3 separate regions of the Ovis aries genome follow, and regions 1 and 3 are each linked to region 2. A link is a contact called in public Hi-C data. All regions are on one chromosome and are shown on one strand. Each heading gives the region's core, a stretch centred on a gene start, on an enhancer-like site or on the middle of the called end of the contact. The rest is flanking DNA. Distances are from core to core; before and after follow the strand shown.

The links. Hi-C and Micro-C count contacts between places; a contact is called where the count stands out from the background.
Region 1: a contact with region 2 is called in a Hi-C map of muscle, with 9 times the contacts expected there. The contact joins two enhancer-like sites. A contact is called at or near these places in 10 of 16 Hi-C or Micro-C datasets (hypothalamus, liver, mesenteric adipose tissue and 6 more).
Region 3: a contact with region 2 is called in a Hi-C map of muscle, with 7 times the contacts expected there. The contact joins the promoter of CCDC15 here to the enhancer-like site in region 2. A contact is called at or near these places in 3 of 16 Hi-C or Micro-C datasets (liver, muscle and tail adipose tissue).

Annotation. Positions count from the first base shown.
Region 1 is chr21:25,981,546-25,984,245 of ARS-UI_Ramb_v3.0, forward strand. No RefSeq gene overlaps it. Among named protein-coding and RNA genes, the nearest start is that of TMEM218, 17 kb to the right of the region's middle. Within about 2 kb of position 1,341, at least 4 of the 54 cell types and tissues checked have an H3K27ac peak or open chromatin away from gene starts, as enhancers often do.
Region 2 is chr21:26,339,979-26,342,678 of ARS-UI_Ramb_v3.0, forward strand. It overlaps PKNOX2 (PBX/knotted 1 homeobox 2), which reads left to right. Exons shown (of 14, transcript XM_060404255.1): 12 at 866-942; 13 at 2,053-2,231. Among named protein-coding and RNA genes, the nearest start is that of TRNAW-CCA, 28 kb to the left of the region's middle. Within about 2 kb of position 1,318, at least 8 of the 54 cell types and tissues checked have an H3K27ac peak or open chromatin away from gene starts, as enhancers often do. A contact at or near this core is called in muscle, where this site is marked.
Region 3 is chr21:25,867,278-25,869,977 of ARS-UI_Ramb_v3.0, forward strand. CCDC15 (coiled-coil domain containing 15) reads left to right here and starts at 1,395. Exons shown (of 16, transcript XM_027959292.3): 1 at 1,395-1,423; 2 at 2,048-2,236. The coding sequence starts at 2,057.

The DNA.
Region 1 (2,700 bases), core at 91-2,590, 360 kb before region 2:
ATAAGTTAATAAATTCGTATTGTTCTAAATTACTAGTGAAAAAAGTGAAAGTGTTAGTTGTTCAGTCGTGTCCGACTCTTTGCCATTCCCTGGACTGTAGCCCACCAGGATCCTCTGTCCACGGGATTCTCCAGGCAAGAATACTGGAGTGGGTTGCCATTTTCTTCTCCAGGGATATTCCCAACTGAGGGGTCACACCTGGGTTTCTTGCATTGCAGGAAGTTTCTTTACCATCTGAGCCACCAAGGAAGCCCTCTTTACTACTAAGTTTGTAGTAATTTGTTACCGCAGCAATAGGAAAGTATTACACATCCCCAGGATAAAAAGGGGCCAATATCAATCTGAAGATGGCAAAACCAGAGAAATCCTCAAAGATTTAAAAAAAAAAAAAAAAGTGGAGAGGATGGCCATAGGGCATTTAGCAAATAAATGCCACCAAACTCCAAATAAATGTGTAAGGACCCCGAGTTCCCTGAGGGCAGGACCTGGGCTAAATGCACATCTTTTACACCAGTGGTCCTAACCTTTTTGGCTCCAGGGCCCGGTTTTGTGGAAGACAATTTTTCCACGGACCAAGGGGCTGGGTGGATGGTTTCAGGATGGTACAAGTGCATTACCTGTATTGTGCACTTTATTTCTTGGATTACTACATTAGCTCCACCTCAGATCGTCAGGCATTAGATCACAGAGGTCAGGGACCCCTGCTTCACAGTATCCAATGTGTGTGAGGAAAACCAGAAGATGAACTTTTCATTCTGTCTGTGCTGCTGGGCCCTGGTTTTGATCCCTGCTGTCATTTCTTAGGTCCCAGGAAACTGAGGCAGGAGGGTGTGTGTTGAGTGGGTGGGGAGGGGGGCTTGGAAATATTTTCCTTGAGTAAACAGCAACTGATGTGGCTTGTAGAGACAGAGGTCAAGAAACGCACACACATTCTTGCCCTGTGGCTTTGGTTCTTCTTGGCGCCTCTGAAAACCAACCCAAGTATCCATTTTTCCAGGCAGGCAGTGCTGAAGAGAGAGATGGTCGTGTGTGTCCTTGACAGTGAATCCACCAGTCGCTCCATCAGTGAGGAGCTTTACTTGAGGGGGAAGCTGAAGTCTTACAGTGCAGGGCCCCCAAGCCAGAGCTGATCAGTGAAGCTGTCCCTGAGTCCATGTGGCTTCTGATTGCATAGCCCTGGATTCCTGAGATTCCAGATTTTGCAGTAGACTCAACTGCATTTCCTTGCTACTTCCTGCCTCCTCCCTTTTCCTTTGTTTTCACCTTACAGGGCAACGTGGTAAAAGACAGTGAAGAGCTGAGACTGCCTGACTTTAGTCCTGGTTCCTGTTTAACTAACTCCTAGCTGAGTGACCTCAAGCAAACCACCTTGCCCCTCTGTTCCCTGTTTGTGAAATGGAGGTATTAAGAATACTCAAGAGTTGCTATAAGGATGCCGTTAGTTAATACTTAAGAGGTTCTTAGAAAAGTGCCTTGTACGTGTTTGCTAAATACAATAAAAATTGTGAGTTCAGCAGGTAAAGAAGAGAATATTCCCAAGTATCTGGGCTGGAAATAGAGATGAAAGGTTGAATTCTGTGGGTGATAAAATCTCTTCCAATCCTGAGTTTTTATGCTCCTGTGAGGATAATCACTTCTTCAGATTCATACCCATGGGGTTCCCATTCCCACGTCTGGGAAGTTGCTCCTACGTGGTAAGAACCAAATATTTAAAGCTTCATGCCAAGAAGTCCTGATAAAATGTTTTTTATTTGTACTAGAAATGTTAACTGGTTGAGCTTCCCTGGCAGCTCAGATGGTAAAGAATCTGCCTGCAGTGCAGGAGACCCAGGTTTGATCCCTGGGGAAGAAAGATCCCCTGGAGAAGGAAATGGCAGTCCACTCCAGTATTCTTGCCTGGAGAATCCCATGGATAGAGGAGCCTGGTGGGCTACAGACCACTCTGGTGGGCACAGAGTCGGACACGACTGGGTGACTAACACCTAAGTGTTAATTAGGAATTCTTTAATGAGACCTTTACCTGTTTTGGATATGGGTCAGAGGAATGGTGGGTGTAAGTAGTTAGGAAATAATAAGCCAATGAAAAAATAAGGAGTTGCCTGAAAGCCAGAGCTGATCATTAAACTGTTTGAGAAACGAGATACCAGGATGCCAGTGCCAAGTGGGAGCCTCGCTACTAACTACTTGCGCAACTTTTACAATCCCCGAATCTCTCTGCTTGTCTCTCGCCTGGGAAATAACTGCGGCACGTTTCTTTTGTGTTCGCATTTATTTTTGGCTGTGCCGAGTCTTTGTTGCTGAGTGGGGGCTACTCTTCGCTGGGGCACCAGGACTTCTCATCGCAACAGCTTCAGCAGTGGCACACGGGCCAACTGAGCGGCACATGGGCTCCTTGCTCCGCGGCATGTGGGGTCGTCCTGGATCAGCGATTGAACCTGTGTCCCCTGCATTGGCAGTCGGATTCTTTAACCACTGGACCACCGGGGATGTCCCCACAGCACGTTTCTTGACCCATCGATGCAAATCAAAGCAAAACAAAATCGTTCAACTGCAGCAACGACAGGACAGAGTTGATAGAAAAGTCTGTCTCAGAGAACAGAACAAGGAATGGCTTACTTTATGTGAGAATAAAAGCATTTAGAAATGATTTGGATGTCTTCATCCCAGGACGGAGTCAGGAAGGCAGCCAGGAAGCCTCAG
Region 2 (2,700 bases), core at 68-2,567:
GAGCTGGTCTTTGCCCTCATGAAGCACAGGTTGAGAGACAGACAAGCATGGAATCAGTGCAGGGACTGAAGGCCCTGGCCCGCGTCCTCACTCGCCCCCTCCAAAGACACTGACTCCATGTCACAAAGTGGCAGTGCATGGTGATGGGGGCTCCTGGGCCACAGTCAGGAGAACTGAGTTCCAAGCTGCTGCCACCCTCTGGGGGACAATGGAGATGGTTCTTCAGTTTCCTCATCTGTAAAGTGGGAAGAACAACCCCTAAGCTGCCCCTTACTGAGTTTTAGTGAGGTGCTCTTATTAAGTGAAGTTGGTGCATGAAAGCATTTCACAGGCTGTAAAATATTATACAAGTTGTAGTTGCCCTTATATTTATCTTGTCTCCTAGGGTGCCTACATGAATCTGCACACAGAGTAGATACTCAGTAAATGTCAGTTAGTGTAAATTAAACGGATTCATTCACCCCATTTACCACCTTCTGAGAGTCCCCTGGGCTTTGGAGGCCACTGTAAATCCTAATGCGGATCATGCTTGACCTGCCCGCTGTGGGGAGGATGTGGGCTGGAGGATGTGACGGTGCTGTGGGAGCGACCGCTGTTGGACTGTACCGGCTCCTGGGAGACCACTTGGGTCCCCACCAAAGGGGGGCTGGGCCGAGGGTGGGTGGCCCTCCTTAGGCACAGAGCAGCCTCCCTCGAGGCCAGCAGTCCATTCTTTCTGGGGAACAAATGTTAACTTTCCCCTGTTTGGGCTTCCAAACCACTGAGGCTGCCTGCCCGGGACGCTGCCTGTGTCGTAGGCATGGTCTCTAGGGGGACCAGGTCACCATGTGCCCACCCCTCACTAGCTCTTCACCTCTCATTTCAGCACCCCTACCCCACGGAGGATGAGAAGAGGCAGATCGCAGCCCAGACAAACCTCACCCTCTTGCAAGTGAATAACTGGTGAGTTAGCATTGCCTGCCCAGAGGCTCTCAGACCCAGGGGCCACTTGCTCGGCAGGGGGATGCACAGCAGGGGAAAAGCTGGGAGTGCCCAGCTCACTTCAGTCTGCGCCCAGCCACCGTGTCAGCCCTCCCATGTTGGCTGGAAACAGAAAGCTGAAATCCACACCTATAGCTTCATCTGCAGCTTCTCAGCGCCCTCTGCTGGGAAGCTGTGTCAAGAACATCACGGAAAACGAATAGACACACAGGGTGGCTGCATCTCAGGCCCCCAGGCCCCCAGGGGTTATCTGCTCCACTCACCACCTGTGTAAACAAACAGAGCTCAAGCTAAAACATTCTGCAGAGCTGGGAGCCGGAAGGAGGGAGGAGGCAACAGGCCTGACCCACAGGGCTCCCGTGCTCCCTCCTCTGTGGCTGGCCAGGGTGTCACGGGAATCTCAGAGGGCAAGGTCTGGTGGGTGGGAGTGGACTCTTGGCCCCCCAGAGAGAGGTCAGAGGTTAGTGCTTTTAACTAAGGAGCTCTTCCTTCACTGTTCAGTCCTGAGGGGTCTGGAGCAGATTCCCAGGCCTTCTCACATGTTCATCCCAACTTGTGGTCCCCAAGCCCCTGGTGAACGCATAAGCTCCTCGGTGCCCAGGGCTCATCACTGCTGCGCTTTTGTACCCTGGACCAGACCCCCAGTCTGCTCCATTCGAGGACCAGCTGGTGGAAGTCCAGAAGCAGCTTAGTGCTCTCTGCACATGTGGGTACACCTGCACACCTGCACGCCTGCTCACATATGCATACATGCACGTGTGCACATACAAGCTCACATGTACACATCCATGTACACAGACCTGCACGTGCACAAATATGCTCACACCTGCACACATGTGCACACGCATGTGCGCCCATGCACACGTGTGCACACACGCATGAGTGTGCACGCACAGAGGACATGTGCATACACGTGCGCCCGTGCACACTCACACACATGCTTGCATATATGTGTGTGCACTTGCACACATCTGCACCTGTCACGTGTACATACACATATGCTCACACCTGCGCACACACATTCCCGCCCCCCAGTGGTGGCTAACCTGTCTCCATCTGACCCCGGGGCAGGTTCATCAATGCCCGAAGACGCATCCTGCAGCCTATGCTTGATGCCAGCAACCCCGACCCTGCCCCCAAAGCCAAGAAAATCAAGTCGCAGCACCGGCCCACCCAAAGATTTTGGCCCAATTCCATCGCTGCAGGGGTGCTGCAGCAACAGGGCGGTGCCCCAGGGACAAACCCTGATGGTAAGACCTGGGGCTGAGGGTACTCTAGAGCCTGGGGTGGGGGGATGGAAGAGGGGCTCCTGAAGTTCCTACGAGTGCGGCTGTGCAGAGTCAAGGATTGAACGTCTACTCACTTGAGTGACAGCGTCAGCTCTGTCACAATAGTTAACTCTCCTGATCCCTGCCAAAGGATGTACGTAAGCCTGAAAGAAGGGGATTTTTTGGTATATATTTTAACAAGTCAAAAGCAATCTCACCAGGATGAGTGGGAGTCCACTGGTGGGCATCTGAGTCAATGGCTGCTCAGCAGAGCCCCCCTCCTCACCCCCACACCCACCCAAAGTGTCTTAGCACCCATCGGTGTCTTCACAGTCCCCCAGGAGCCAGGGCCATCTATAAATACCGAGGCAGGCGGCTGGCTTGTGAACGGAGGCCAGGAAGAGTTTTGTTTTCCCAGCTTCTCCATCACACCTTCCGTATACACTTTTCT
Region 3 (2,700 bases), core at 145-2,644, 470 kb before region 2:
AATCTCTTTGCATTCCCCTCTTCTTCCCAGCCTGTTTAATGTGAGGAAGCCCCAGGGCTCAGGTTCTCAGCCAGGCAGGCACCCACTCTGGAGCGATTGTACTTGCTGTTCACTTTGCTTGGAACTTTTAGAAAGCTCTCCAGTGAAAATCGGCTTGTTCCGCTAGTCCATGGAAATTTGCATTGGAGTCTTTGCTCAAAATTACCTCAGTGAAGCCTTCTCTGGTCATCCTATCTAAAATTTCATCTCCCCTATCCTCTGACACACTTTTTATCCTCGTCCTCAGCTTTTAATCTACAATGCTCATCACCTAGACACATTTGTTTATTTATTCATGAGTCTATGCTGTTATTTCTCATCATCACTTCCATGAACAAGGGATATTTATCTGTTTTGTTCACTACTATACATTCCCAGTGCCTAAAACAGTACTGGTATATAAAAATCTCTCAATTATGATAAGTTACATGAAAGAACGCATGGGTATCTCAAAGGGATAATGAAGTGTCCCTGGGTTATACCAAAGTTTGGAGCAGACAGGGAGACCACTCAGGAGGCTACCATATTTATGCATAAGAGCATGTATGATATAGCACTACTAATGTAAGCAGGTGTATAAAGGATGAGCATGATTGACAACTGGCTTGAAAAGTGTTAGTTGCTGAGTCCTGTCCAACTCTTTAGGACCTCATGGACTGTAGGCTGCCAGGTTCCTCTGTCCATGGGACTTTCCAGGCAAGAATACTGGAGTGGGTGCCATTTCCTTCTCCAGGGGATCTTCCCGAAGGGACTGAACCTTGGTCTCTTGCACTACAGGCAGATTCTTTATGGTCTGAGCTGCTGGCTTAGTTCATTCCTGAAGGAAGCCCTGCCAGGCCCGCCTTCGCCCATCCTTTTCCTGTGCTTCCTTCAATTAGGCCCCTGGCCAGCTCAGTTATGGGCTTCTCTGATGGTTCAGTGGTAAAGAAGCCGCCTGCCAAGGACACCCGGTCCGATCCCCCCTGTTGGGAAGATTCCCTGGAGAAGGAAATGTCAACCCACTCCAGGACTCTTGCCTAGGAAATCCCACAGACAGAGGAGCCTAGCGGGCTACAGTCAGTGAGATCGCAAAAGAGTCAGACACGACTTAGCAACAACAACACGCTCAGTCAACCCGCTTTTCAGCCCAAAACACTCCTTTTCCTGAAGATGCCGGACGTCCCTGGTGCTGGGATATTCGAGGCACCGCCGGCAGACCCACATTTCTGCTGGCCGGTTTCCCAGGCGCCGTGTGGACCCACCCAGGCCGCACCCATTCCACCAGCATTCACAAGTCCCGCCCCCTCAGCGAGACGAAGCGGAGGTGACGCACATCGGGAGCGCTAAACCCCGCCCCTCACGCTTTCCCAGTCCCCGAGAGATGACGCAAGCCCGGTAGAGGCGGGTACGAGGCCGCCGAGGAGCGGGGTGGGGCGGCGCGGCGCGGACTTCCCCAAAGCGGCGGTTTACTGGCGGTAGTTACCTTAGTATCCACGTTAGCTTGAGTTGTGGCCGGCTGCGATCGATACTACTAGGCCGGTGCAGTCTCAGCCAGAGTGTGACCCCGAGGCCTGAGAAACAGGATTTTCTCTGGTCCGGAACTCCCTGGCGATCAGCGTTGCCCCCATAACCGGATACCAGTTATTTGAACTTTCGTCTTCAGACCCAGGTTCCCACCCCGCACCCTCCCAGTCCCATCGCGCTCCCGCTGCTACGCTCTTTCCTCCCTTTCCCATGTCGCTGCGCCACCAATGGCACAGTTTCCTCCTCACAGTCAGGTTCTTGTTTGACCCCCGCTCTCCTCCGTGTTGCTTTTCGAGGGCGATCTTGAAACTTCCTTCCTTTATAACACTTATTTTGTATCTTCCCTTTTCCCTTCTTTTCCCCCTTCCTTCGCCAGAATCTTAGTCAGAGTACGGCCTCCTGCAAGGCTTCCCTCATTTTCAGAAGTCTGTGGCACAGGTGTTAGGGAATTGAGTTTTTAAGGTGGTCGTTTTAAGATTTTGAGCTTTTCCTCTCTCCTAACCAGGAGTCATAGATGCCAAGAAGTATGGCCCCCCTCAAGAAGCCTCGAAATACCACGAAGTTGCCCCTGGCTTTAAACCCCTTGAAGAGCAAGGACGTGTTGGCAGTGCTGGCTGAGAGGAACCAGGCTATAGTACCCGTTGGGGCCTGGGTGGAGCCTGCCCCACCAGATAGTTCAGAAGTCCCGGCAGCTGTGAGTGTCAGTTTGATGCCAATGTGGTGGCATCTTTCTTTCCCTAATTCCTTGTGCTCGAAAAAGCAGTCTGGGGATGCCGTTTGTATTCCGTCATAAATAGTTATGGTTTTGCTTTAGGGTTATTGAACAAGTATGTAGTTGTTAATTATCATACAAAGATGTTTAGTTGTTTCTAAAATGTGGTACACTCTTAATCTTTGGTTTACACTTGAAAGCCGCAATTTGGAACCAGTCATGCACTTCAGGAATATGTTTGGTAATCTCAAGGTGAGGGCAAAAGAGGGCAGACAGACAATGGGAATGAAGGAAAGAGGCGCCGGTTGCTTCAGTTTGTCTGGTCTTGAGTTAACCTGAGTCACTTGTCCAGACTTGATATATATATATCTCTCCTTTGGAACTGTGTTACCTAATTATTCATTGATACTTGTACATTCTGCTCTCTGGTACATATGTTCTAGAAC